4 separate regions of the Sus scrofa genome follow, and all the other regions are linked to region 3. Evidence: chromatin contacts called from public Hi-C and HiChIP or PLAC-seq data. All regions are on one chromosome and are shown on one strand. Each heading gives the region's core, a stretch centred on a gene start, on an enhancer-like site or on the middle of the called end of the contact. The rest is flanking DNA. Distances are from core to core; before and after follow the strand shown. Region 1 overlaps LRCH1 (leucine-rich repeat and calponin homology domain-containing protein 1). Region 2 holds the start of RUBCNL (protein RUBCNL-like). Region 3 holds the start of LRCH1 (leucine-rich repeat and calponin homology domain-containing protein 1). Region 4 overlaps LRCH1 (leucine-rich repeat and calponin homology domain-containing protein 1).

Region 1 (2,906 bases), core at 175-2,674, 77 kb before region 3:
CCCGCATGTCTGTGAGCGGGGGTGGGGGTGGGGGTCCCGAATGGGGAGAGACTGAGCGGCTGTCCAAGTGAGCTCATTCTCATCAGTTTGGTGGGTCCTGGATCCTCCCCAAAGTGCTTTCCAATGACGGCATAGATCACAACCACTTCCAAACGCCACGCCAGTCAAATCAAACACCAGCGAACAGAACCAATGAAAGGCGGCTCTGACAATGGAGTGTTCTAGTATGTCCACAAATCTGACCATCTTACATAAACTCAGTCTGCAGAAGATGTGCTGGGGGAGGAAACAGAGTCATGGTTGCATTAATTATTCTTTGAGTCAAGAAAAGGGGGCTGGGCAGCAGAAGGGAAAAGAATGATCAAATTGGCACAGTCACTAATGGAAGATGATGGGATTAATTAAACATATCCCTGGAGGGATAGGATGACTTTGAACAAAAACAACAAAAAGGCACCCTCCAAGGATGAAGTAGATTTTTATAAAGGAAGCCAGAGATGGGCCACTTTGTCTTACTAGTACTGAAAAGCTATCATTTTATAAATATTGTTAAGGCTCTTAATCATATGTGTGTGGCTTTCCTTATCCAAAACACTTGCCTTCTCCTCATCACCATCCATTTATCAAATATCTGCCTTCTCCCCCCACTGCCACCTTTATGCCAAGCCCCAACTCAGTTCTGCACATTCTCATAACCACAAGCATTATCTTTCACCATGAGCATGCATTATTATGATGATCAGGTCCCAGAAACTGCTCCCAAGATGAGGTGGAATTGCATTAAGCACACCAGATGACAGGTCCCCAGCTCACACGGAATTCGCAGCTCTTCCCCAGCTGCTCTCCTGGGAAGCAGACTATAAATCGCAGGCTGAAACCTCCTTGCTCAGTGTCAATGGATGCAAATGACAGCCCGGCATCTTTTAACTACACTAAAAGCTTCCAGCCCCGCTTACTCTGGGACACGTGCCAGCGGGATCAGCTATTACACCCTGGGTCCCTCTCCAAATGCCGTTTTCCCAAAAGGCTTCGGCTCAATGGACAGTATGACGCAACAACAAAGCTGCTTCACTGAAATTACGAATTGCAAAGTTTTTTACAAAAATAAAAGGGCGTGTTAAAGGAGCACGACAGAAACGCCGGCTTTACCACAGGGCTCTGGAACACTGTTGGAAATTTCTGCAGGCTGTCCGGCTGTTCATACTTGAAAGTAATTTTTTTTTTTTCGCTTAACTCAGAGCATAAATTAATTTCAATAAATAGACAATCTGAGGATTTTTGTTGTCCCTCTGTAGGTTCTTTCACAGTTCCCCTGGGGTTGATTAAAAAATCAGCATTGTGGGAATCATATTAAATCTTACAGGACTAAACTTCCATGGGGCGCTTCGAGACAAATGAGGAAGCGTCACTGATACTGGAAATGCCATCCACTTACAAGGCTGCTGCAAGTTATTGCCTGCTGTTAGAGTCACTGTCAGGCTTTGCACTGATTTTTAATGAGCTTCTGGAGGCAAAACACTTGCAGACGCTTGTCTGTTAGGGAAGATGCAAATCACACCCACCCAAGCTGAAGAGAATTAAAATCTATTTACTAGCCGAGATTGTACAATGCTAGATTGTTTTATTTCTTTTGGAGGGCTCCCGTGTCACTGAGCTGGTTAATGGTACACGCCAAGCAGGTTGTAAGCCAACTAGAATTCAATCCACACAGAAGCTACAGGATACCCTGCCTGGGGAACAAGGGTAGAAATGAGAGTGCGCTTATTTCACAGAAGTTTCATCCCAGGGCTTCTTTAAATAGTGACTTTGGTTAGAAAATTCCACTTAATTCAAGTCACTCAGGACTGATTTACACTCGTACCTTGCACACACATGTCTAGTATCTAAGGAGGAATAATGCAGTGTTTGCTGGGAGCCCAGTGTCTGGAACCCAAACAGCCCCGTATCTTATCCATCTGTTCAGTCCTTCTAGCTTCTAAGAGCATAGAGAAGAGACTGGACAAAGCGACCAAGAGATGAATGCACACTTCTCAAAGCAACACTCTACCCACTTGATGGGTTCTACGTTACTATCATATAAGACACTGTAAAAAAAATCAGCTGTTTATAAAATATTATCCTTTCTGAGTATAAGATGGTTACTAACACCCTGTATTCCCTTATTATACTAGGCTTTCTATAACTTTATAATATGAAGGGTATTACAATGTCAGATTTATTGTATACATCATATATTAGATTTCTCTTTTCCGAGAAATTTAGTTCAAGCAGCAGGAAATAAGCAACGCAGAGCTCCGTCGCTGCTCACCTAGACTTTGTCAAAAGCCTCCCTCCAACCTCTCCCCGCATCTAATGTGTGAGAATTAACTGCTGAGGATGCACATGAAAGCCCATCATTCTCTCGCTCAGTTCATCTTCTACGGTTTCCTACAAAGTCTCAACTTGTGCTCTAAACTCGTTTGCATGGCATCCAGGCACTTATCCTCAGAGCTGGACTCTCCAGAGTCAGCCTGGTCTCCATTCATTCGACGTGCAAGGCATTCCTACCGCGCGCTAGACTCGGGGGGTAAACACAGCCCGTCCTGAAGCCACTAGGCGCTAAGCGAGCATGCGCAGAAAAGCGCACCTTGGTACCTGCCATGCACCTCCCACAGGGGGGCTGATGCAGATGGAGAAAAATCTGACTGTATTGCCATGATACTGGCACACCTTCTGTCTGGGCTGGGGAAGGGGGCTGAAAAGGCTGTTAAATACAAGAAAAGGTGCTCAAGCACAGCTCTACTGTAATGATCCCAAGATGTCCTGAGTCGTGCGGCTCAAAACAGGAAGAGAAGGAGCCTCTGGGGGACGAGGCAGACAAGACCAGCACCTGTTCTCAGCGCCCGCGATGCTTAAACCTCCTCGCC
Region 2 (2,722 bases), core at 187-2,686, 89 kb after region 3:
TGACCCTAAAAAAAAAAAAAAAAAAAAAAAAAAAGTACATTTATAGGATCTTTACCTATTGGTAAAGATGATTTTAAAGTGGCTTCAGAGGGAAATGCCCAATTTTTTTTTTTTTTTTTTTTTTTGCTTATGAGGACCGTACCCGTTCCCAGGCTAGGGGTCAAATGGAGCTATAGCTGCCAGCCTATGCCACAGCCATGCCAGATCCTTAACCCCACTGAGCGAGGCTAGGGATTGAAACTGCAATCTCATGGTTCCTAGTCAGATTCGTTTCTGCTTTGCCACGATGGGAATTCCAAAGAACTGCCCAAACTTACTGTCTTGGTCCAGAACCTCCCAGTTTCCCTACAAGACGGCTTGTCTTGCTCTGGGCTATGTTTACCACCTACTCAGTTTGGTTTTTGTTGGTTTTGTTTTTGGCCATGCCAGAGCCATGTGGAAGTTCCCGAACTAGAGCCACAGCAGTGACTGCACTGAATCCTTAACCATTAGTCTACCAGGGAACTCCTGTCTCTCTCTCTCTCTCTCTTTTTTTTTTTTTTTTTTGACTAGTAAACTCTGATTTACTCTGCATGACATTTGCCCTTGTTTTAAGATTTTTCTCTCAGTTTCCTCTTGATTCCTCTCCTTCTTTAAATATTCCTGAAAAAAGGGTCTGGCTTTGGCTGCTCCATTTCATTCTTTTTCTGTGTCTTGCTACTGGTTGGATGGAAACTGGACACAAAGTTTCGTGTTAGATACATCTGCCTTCAAAGCATGACTGTGCTTCTCCCTAGCCCTGTGACCTTGAACAAGCAACGGAACCTCTCTAAGCCAGAGATCCCTCCCCTGTGAAATCAGAACAAATGATTTCTTGTTTTAACGGATGTTGATAGGATTGCTTAAAATAATTAAGGAAAGTGCCTGGCACATAGAGACTCAGGAAGTGTTAGCTCACATCCCAAACTCTTTTCTTTCTCGATTCAGTTTGTATGTTTGTTTATTTTTTTCCACCCCGCAGCATATGGAATTCTTGGGCCAGGGATCAGATCCAAACCACAGTTGCAACCTAAACCTTAACTGTGAATACGTTGGGTCCTTAACTTACTGGGCCAGCCCACAGATGAAACCTGCATCCAGGCGTTCCCAAGCCCCTGCGGATCCCATTGCCTCACAGCGGGAACTCCAGATTATTATTTTTTTAACTACTCAGGTGCCATGTGGAAGTTTCTGGGAGAGGGATTGAACCTGAACCCCAGCAGTGACACCGTGGCATCCTTTGTCGCTAGGCCACCACGGAACGCCCGTGATTTAATGTCATGTCAGTCAGCCTTCAGCAGACTTGAATTCCTGAGGCAGAACACCAGGCATCCAACGTTCTTCAGGCTGCCCTCAAGGTCAGCGGGTGATTGACAGCCTTTCCCTGGCTTCCCACTTAGGTCTTCATGTGAAGAAGTTGCGACTGTGCGCAGCTCTTAACTACTCCATGCCGGGCTGGAGCAAGGAGGGGGTGTTTCAAAGACACACCTGGCAAATAAAGCCCAAAATACCTGTGACTGTGCTTCCACGGCCTGGAAGTGACAAAGGACAAAGCCAAGGGACCAGAGGCAGTGCGATGCGGGTTGTACGGAGAAGGGCCTCTCCTTAAGCAAGCCGGGAGGGGCTTATCTGCGTGCTGTTACCAGGGCAGGGAACTGGGAGATTCTTTCCCCAAGAGACGTGAGGGGCGCTGACAGAGCGCGCTGCAGCTCCCTAGGGGGCAGGGTCGCCGTGCACTCAGCCCTACTGTCAGGGCTTAGGTTTCTATTTGTGAAAACTTTCTGTATTGGTTGGCAGCGTCTCCCCAGCCTCCACCGCGATCTGCGCGCTCTCGGCGGCACAGCTGTGATGGGATTCCAACCCCCTCGCTGCAAGAGGACGAGGTGACGATTAGGTTGGACGAATGCTGACAGTGGCGCCCTCCCAGTGGCCGGGGAGCAGCCGGCTGAGGTCAGAAAGACGCGGCTCTCGCTCCGGGTAAGTTGCAGGTCCACGCTGGGCCCATTGGTTTCAGCGCGGGCTTGAATCCCAATTACAAAAATAGATCATCATTTCAGGCAGTTACAGTGGTGCTCTAAACCGCTGCTTGGGGCTTTGGGGTTGGGCATTCACGTCTGCCAGGTCTGCGATTATCTCATTTCGATCCCGAAAAGCTCTTTTCCACCTGGGCCCCCAGAGAGGGTAGGGCGTGATTTCCGGAGAGAACCGGGGGAGAGCGGAGCACAGCTGCTCTGGCTGTCGTCAGCCCGCGTCGCCCGGGGCCCGAGGTCGGGGGAGCGCTGGGGGCCCGAGTTCCTTCCAGGAGCTCGCCGCCTCAGCGTCTCCCAGCGAGCCCCAGGCCCAGGAGTGGCGCTTCCCTTTCCTTAGCAGTTTCTCGGATTGCAGCCGGAGCCCCGGATTTTTTTTTTTTTTTTTTTTTTTTTTTTTTTTTTTTTTTGGTGCGGGGAGAAATGGTGGCGGCGTCAGGGCGCCTCTTCCCCCTCCTCGCTCCGTCTCTCGGCCCCTGGGGGGCGTAGTGACCTAACAGCACTGCTCCGACCCGAGCCCCTGAGGAGCCCACGCGCGGCGCCCACCTGGCTTTCCACCACTTGGGTGAGCCGAGCGGGGCTGGGGGTTCAAGTGGGAAGAGGCCGCTGGAGAGGAGGGTGGTGAAAGGGGGTCGAGAAAGGCGTGCGCAGAGCGGAGACTGGGTACCCCAAGGTAA
Region 3 (3,037 bases), core at 533-3,032:
GAAAACTAGCTCCAAAAAGCCACTGCCTGCTCCCTCCGCCACCATCTCTTCCCACCGAAGAGGAAACAGGCAGATCTGGACCTCACAGGCCATTCGGGATCCAAGGGGTCTGACACTCGGCCCGGGAAGTGATGACAGCCAGCAAGTCTGGACAGTGGTTCCCAAATGGGGCACCCATTGCTCTGGGAAATGCTAGGTGCTGGCCATGCTACAAACCCTCCCCACGAGGAGATGAAATTGGACTGCTGGGAACCGAATCCGTTCTGTAGGATCCCAAGGCCTGAATCGCGTTCCACCACCCTCCTTCCTTCCTGTTTATAGATCCCGGCTCCAATAACTCCAGTTACCAAAGAGAAAGCAGACGTCTCAGAAATATGTCAACACATGACATAACTTGAAAACCCTGTATGCTCCTTGGCGCGAGTTACAACTTGCCCGGCTCACCGAGGAAAACCGGCTCACTTTACTTTTTTTTTCTTTAAAACATGCCAGGCCGTCCTCTCCAGGGCCCCCGCAAAGATTGGGTTACTGAGAACTAGGTAGCCTCGGTGGCAGAAACCAAGCCGCGTGGGCGGTTAGCTAGAGGCAAGGCACTAGGCAGCCAACCGCCTTGCCAAGTGGCCGCGATTCGGCTTCCCGACCACCGCCGCCGCTCCTTCCTCGCACAGGCGCAGGAAGGGGGAGCCTCGGCACCTCCTCGCAGGCGGCACCAAGTTGCCCGATCGCTGCGCGAGGCCGCCGAGAGGGTCTCGAGGCACCGAGCCGGTGCCCTCCAGTCGGCGGAGGCCGCGCCACCTTTGTCTGGGGTTCCCCATCAAGAGCCGCGACGCCTCCCAGTAAAGCGGAGTTGCCCGGGACGGAGGTGCAGACACCGCGGACGGGTCCTCAGACCCCACGCGGGGCCCAGGAAGCAGCTGCGGCGGGCGAAAACCTCCCACATCCACGGCGCGCACGGGGCGCGCCCGCAGGTCCCAGCCTGGCTGCCGCATCCCCCGAGCGGCCGCCGCCGGGTGCGGAGCCGCAGACCCCCGCGCTCGTGGGCGCTGCGGCGGGGAGCAGTCCCGCTCTCTCGGCGCCGCACAGCGGGATCGCCCCCGCGGCTCCCTTCCTCGGGAGAGCACGGGCCGCTGGACCCCCAGCAAGGCCAGATCTCAGACCGGCCACCGCGTCCGGGAAGGCACGACAACCAGCCACCCACACCCACTGCCCGCCCACGGCCCTCTCTCACCTGCCTGCACCGTGTCCGAGAGGTCGTGCGCGGGGGCCGCAGTCCTGGGAAATTCCTTCAGTTTCCTGGCACTGAGGTTCAATCCCCCGGAGTTGGCCGCTTCCTCCAGCGCGCGCTCCAGCCCCCGGTTCAAGGGCAAGTTGAAGCCCCCGCTGCCTCCGCCGCCGCCGCCTCCCCCGGGCCCGCCGCTGGCTCCGGTTCCTCCGTGGAGCTGCTGCTGCTGGTGGTGGTGGTGGTGGTGGGGATGATGATGTGGGTGCAGAGGAGCCACCGAAAGGGCAGGGACGAAAGGTTGGGGTTCGCTTCCCGGCGTCGCCATCTTCTCCCGGGCCCCCCCACCCCGCCCCGCCGCTCCTGCGGGGGGGTCACAGCTTTACCCGGGAAAGGGAGACAGCTGCCCGGGCCGAGTTCCTGCAGGGCTCCACCGAAAGATGCTGCAAGAGCGGGAGGAGGGTGTGGCAGGCGCGCGGTACGAGGAGCAGACGGGGAGGCGGCAGCGGCAGCGGCAGCTTGGTCTCGAAGGTTTCCTGTCCCCGGGAAGCTAAGGACTGCGGCGGCGGCAGCGGCGGCGGCGGCGGCGGCAGCAGGCAGCGCGCATGTGTCTCCTCCCGCCCCTGCTCCCTCCTCTCGGCGCGCTCCCCTCCTCCGCCGCCCGCTCTCTCCTCCTCCTTCCCGCGAGCGGCCAGCCCAGCCCCGAGCCCTCCTCCGCCGCGCGCCGCCGGGCCCTTCTCTCTGAACGCGGGGCGGGGCGGGGCGGGCGGGGGGGCGGGGCTGGACGCCTGCCCAGGGGTCACTTTCATTCAAATGCCGAACGTCCCTCTGGGGCTCTTTTTGCCCCTTAGAGGGCTTTACGGAAGCAGAGGTTTTAGGGGATCTGAGAAGACAGTGGCGAGCCAATAGATGGGATGTGAAATACAGTGAGATCACGGGGAGGTGAAGTTATCTCAAGTCTGCACATTTTTCTTGTTCTTTGACCCACAGGGAAGGCAGTTTTTCACCGTGGGGGGGTCTGGCCAACGGAGGACCCTTGGCAGGTGGGCACCGCCAATGAGCCAGACGCTGATCTAAGTCGTCTACAGGAATGATCTCAATTAATCCAGGGACCCCACGAGCAGAAAAACCGCCTTCTCCACTCCCCAGGGGAAGTTTAGAAACTAGTCTGAGGTCACCCGCGCAGTCAGAGACGGAGCTGGTTTCGAAAGTGGAGCCTTCAGGTTCTAGGGCCGCCCTCCTTCCTGTAAACTCGGGCTGAACCCCACTGCAAACAAATAGCAGCCGGGCAGAAAGTTTTCTGAGTGATGGCAGAAAACCACAGGCACAGAAAGAAAGGACTTTCAAAATGAAGGTGGCGTTATGGTAGACAGACCCCTCTGGCACAGGAGAAAGATGGGCTGGCTGTGGCTGAGCTTGGAACTGTGTGGAGCTGGAGAGGTCAGAAAGTCCCTGACCCCAACTGGCCGGTAACTCAGTCACAGTTGAAGCCTGCGCACTGGTATCGTCAAGGTACCCGCGTGGGCTCTTCTTACCCCTGCGGGGCATGGGAGCTCATCTATCTGCCTGCAAGCGAATTTCAGTTCAGCCCAGACCAACGCCTGCAACACCAGAGGTGACAGAGCATCTGACACCATAAGAGCAGATCAGCTGGCAGATGGATCAAGTCCCACTCTTTCCCAAAGTTCCAGCTCCAGCTCCCTGGGAGGGAGCCTTTATTTTTTGCTCTACACCCTAGGCTTGAGCAGCGCCCCCTTGAGCGACTTAAGCTAGGGGAAGTGAGGATGAGGGCCGAGTGAGAAAATAATTCAACGCTTG
Region 4 (3,038 bases), core at 75-2,574, 97 kb before region 3:
TGCCTGAGGACCCAGAGCTAGTCAGGTGGTAAACACAAGAACTAAACCAGTACGTAGGCCACCAAAGCCCTGAACCATTGCTGATTCAGCCTGGGAGGATGACAGCTAGGGAAGCTCAATTGTTCTGTGGCTATCTCTAATTTTTTAAAAAATCAACAGAGTCATTTCGGGTGCCGGGTCAGGAGGCATGAATGATCCCCTATCACAGCTCTGGACTAAAAGTCAGTCATCTCTGACCAGGTCGTAATATTTTCTCCGGCAAGCAGAGCCTGTGTCTTGGGTACGTGGTTGCCACCCGAGCTGGATGGGGTCCTCCTGGCTGGAAACATCCCCGGGGGGCTCACGCGGCCCTGGGGATCGAACCCCCAGCAGCAAATCCAAACCCCAGAACCGCACCCTCCCTGCTGCCGCTTCTTCACTGAAGCGTTCACGGGCGAGCCGAGCGGCCAGAAATAAAACAATAAGTTTCGCCCCGGCCAAAACAAGCTTCGCAAAGCCCTAAAATAAAGTAGCCAGATGAATAAAAATAAGCAGAGGAGGGTAGAAAAACAGTCAATGGAATCTGGTGTGCAGTCAGCACCCTCGGAGGCACGACGTTGTTTTTGTATAAAAAAGGAAAGTGGTGCCTCGGGAGGAACTGGAGGCCCCGGTTCTCCAGCAACAACATCCTGAGCTCCCGGCCACCAGGGGCAGCTGGGAACCTCGTTTGCAACGTCTTGCTTTCTGGTCGGAAGAAAAGGCCTCATCATTGGCAGTGAATCATGCCCAGGGCCGGAAGGACCCAATGATCCATTTTTTGAGCTGGAGGGTAAACATGTTATCACGGACATTTAATTTTAGAAGATAAACACTAATTGTGATGTCTCAATAACTGGGTGAAATGTGTGTCCTTCACAGAGAAATCCAAACCCCCGACCCACAGACAAGCCTAGGGGACCCGCTGTCTTCCTGATAGTGAAGGGGGACCCTCTGTGCCAGGCCACCTCCTCCCCTCCTGCTTGGTCCCTCCAGGGACCGCTGCTGAGAGAGAATCTTTGGATGGAAGGATGGTTGGGGGCCACCTGCTCTACCTGGACAAGCCACATCCCTCTTCCCCTAGGAAGGCAGGGGTCCTGCTGGAAGAATCTCAGCAATGTCCTTCTAAAGGGGACCCCTCCACAATGTCCCGGGTTTCTGACTGCTCCTCACTGCCCCCACTCCTCCTTCGGCACAGACACCCCACCCGCCCCGTGATTCAGCACCCGCAGGGCGCTCCCAGGACTCCCGCACATTCGGAAAGGCGCTGGAACGAGGGACTCTGCTCCAGGCAGTGAAGCGAGCCCACGGGCTGAGTCATCCTTGACTCTGTGGAGATACAACCACCAGACGCTTGCAGGGTTAAACAAGCAGAACTGATGAGCAGATTTTCATAAAAATTTTGAGTGAGTCACTTAAGATCTCAGGCTACATCTCAGAGAGATCCAACAACCAAAAAATGCTGTCCAACCGAAGAGATTTGTTAAAGAATTCCTCTGCCTGGAGCTCCCGCTGTGGCTCAGCCAGCGGAAACCAATCTAACGAGCATCCATGAGGACGCAGGTTTGATCCCTGGCCTTGCTCAGCGGGTTAAGGATCTGGTGAGCTGTGGTGTAGGTCGCAGATGGGGCTTGGATCCTGACTTGCTGTGACTGTGGTGCAGGCCAGCAGCTACAGCTCTGATTCGACCCCTAGCCTGGGAACCTCCATAGGCCAGGGGTGTGGCCCTAAAATGACCAAAAAAAAAAAAAAAAAAAAAAAAAATCCTCAGCCTGAACCATGGAAGTCTTCCCTGATTATCTAAAGTGTCAACATACCCTCTTCACTGCCTTCCTCTGCTCGACATTTTTCTGTCTTAGCACTTGGGTAGCCTTCTAACAAGGCATACAATTTATTCACATATTTTGGTGAACTTTCTCACTCTACTAGAATGTTAAGTTCCATGAAGATTGAGATCTTTGCACTGTTCCCTGGTATACAGTAAGAGCTTAATAAATATTCACTGAATGAACTGAACGCATGTGGTAGGAAAGCCGGTTCTTCGGGCAGACAGCCTGAGTTCAAATCCTGATCCCACCTCTTAGTGTGTGGATTTGGAAACAATTACTTAATTTCTCTATGCTTCCGTCTCTTCACCTACAATACGGGAATAATAATAGTACTGGCCGCTCTGAATTATTGGAAGGATTAAATGAGATGATACATATAAAGACCTCAGAGCGGCACCGGGCACAGAGGAAAGGACTCCAAGAATAGTCTCTATCATTATGTTAGCTAATGCTGGGTTCCGAATACAGAATTTCTGGCAAGAAAAAAAGGCCTGGGCTGGGAAGGAGCTTAAAAATCTAGCTGACAAGTGCATGAAGCAACCACACATACACATGTTTCATGATAAAACAAGAAATCAGAGATAAAAGAAGAAAAAAAGCCAACTGCGTATTATGAGTGAACAATCTCTCAGTTGGTTTGAAGGTTACCCTTCCCAGGCTGAAGGAAGTAAGAAAGAGAAATTATTTTTGGTAAATGCCAAAAAGGATACAATGACAGATTAGACTCTTGGCCCAGTGATTTTATTAGCAGCTGATACCTATTAAGCCCATACAATACTAAAGAGGTAATTAAATATAGGTGGCCTTTTACTGAATGCATTACTGAAATGTTGACAGCAAAAATTGATTTCTCTACTGCACCTCTCCTATCCAAAGTGCTGCCCAAAAAAATCAGGAGATAAGATTTTAAACGACCAGCGCAGACAGAATTGGCCAGGGGGAAGGGGGAATTCCTGTCCCAAAGCGTAATCATTTCACTCAAAGAATCTCTAAAAGCCTCACTCGGAGGCTTTTTCCTCTTGAACACAATTTAACTAACACTATGATTGACTGTTTCAGCTCCACTGCCTTTTGGAAACAACGAATAGATTTTTTTTAAAGGGAGGTAGCCATAAAAAAGCATGCTTCTAACAACAATAGTAATGAAGAGTGACGTATTTTTTAAGTATTTAAATTTAAAAACATTAAATGTAG

Evidence for each region. A called contact is a pair of places that touch in the nucleus more often than the background predicts. HiChIP or PLAC-seq counts read pairs in DNA pulled down with a chosen protein or histone mark.
Region 1: a contact with region 3 is called in an H3K27ac HiChIP or PLAC-seq map of skeletal muscle, with 4 times the contacts expected there. The contact joins the enhancer-like site here to the promoter of LRCH1 in region 3. A contact is called at or near these places in 11 of 47 Hi-C or Micro-C datasets (alveolar macrophages, blood, epiblast stem cells and 6 more) and 2 of 2 datasets of contacts at active chromatin or transcription factors (alveolar macrophages and skeletal muscle).
Region 2: a contact with region 3 is called in a Hi-C map of mesenteric adipose tissue, with 2.5 times the contacts expected there. The contact joins the promoter of RUBCNL here to the promoter of LRCH1 in region 3. A contact is called at or near these places in 2 of 47 Hi-C or Micro-C datasets (heart right ventricle and mesenteric adipose tissue) and 1 of 2 datasets of contacts at active chromatin or transcription factors (alveolar macrophages).
Region 4: an H3K27ac HiChIP or PLAC-seq map of skeletal muscle shows a contact between it and region 3. The contact joins the enhancer-like site here to the promoter of LRCH1 in region 3. A contact is called at or near these places in 9 of 47 Hi-C or Micro-C datasets (alveolar macrophages, blood, embryonic fibroblasts and 5 more) and 2 of 2 datasets of contacts at active chromatin or transcription factors (alveolar macrophages and skeletal muscle).

Annotation. Positions count from the first base shown.
Region 1 is chr11:20,828,572-20,831,477 of Sscrofa11.1, forward strand. The region is part of intron 1 of LRCH1 (leucine-rich repeat and calponin homology domain-containing protein 1); the gene reads right to left. Among named protein-coding and RNA genes, the nearest start is that of LRCH1, 77 kb to the right of the region's middle. Within about 2 kb of position 1,425, at least 13 of the 83 cell types and tissues checked have an H3K27ac peak or open chromatin away from gene starts, as enhancers often do. A contact at or near this core is called in skeletal muscle, where this site is marked.
Region 2 is chr11:20,994,003-20,996,724 of Sscrofa11.1, forward strand. It overlaps RUBCNL (protein RUBCNL-like), which reads left to right and starts at 1,437. Exons shown (of 14, transcript XM_021065589.1): 1 at 1,437-1,995.
Region 3 is chr11:20,904,789-20,907,825 of Sscrofa11.1, forward strand. LRCH1 (leucine-rich repeat and calponin homology domain-containing protein 1) reads right to left here and starts at 1,783. Exons shown (of 20, transcript XM_013980521.2): 1 at 1,229-1,783. The coding sequence starts at 1,547.
Region 4 is chr11:20,808,712-20,811,749 of Sscrofa11.1, forward strand. The region is part of intron 1 of LRCH1 (leucine-rich repeat and calponin homology domain-containing protein 1); the gene reads right to left. Among named protein-coding and RNA genes, the nearest start is that of LRCH1, 96 kb to the right of the region's middle. Within about 2 kb of position 1,325, at least 22 of the 83 cell types and tissues checked have an H3K27ac peak or open chromatin away from gene starts, as enhancers often do. A contact at or near this core is called in retroperitoneal adipose tissue, skeletal muscle and subcutaneous adipose tissue, where this site is marked.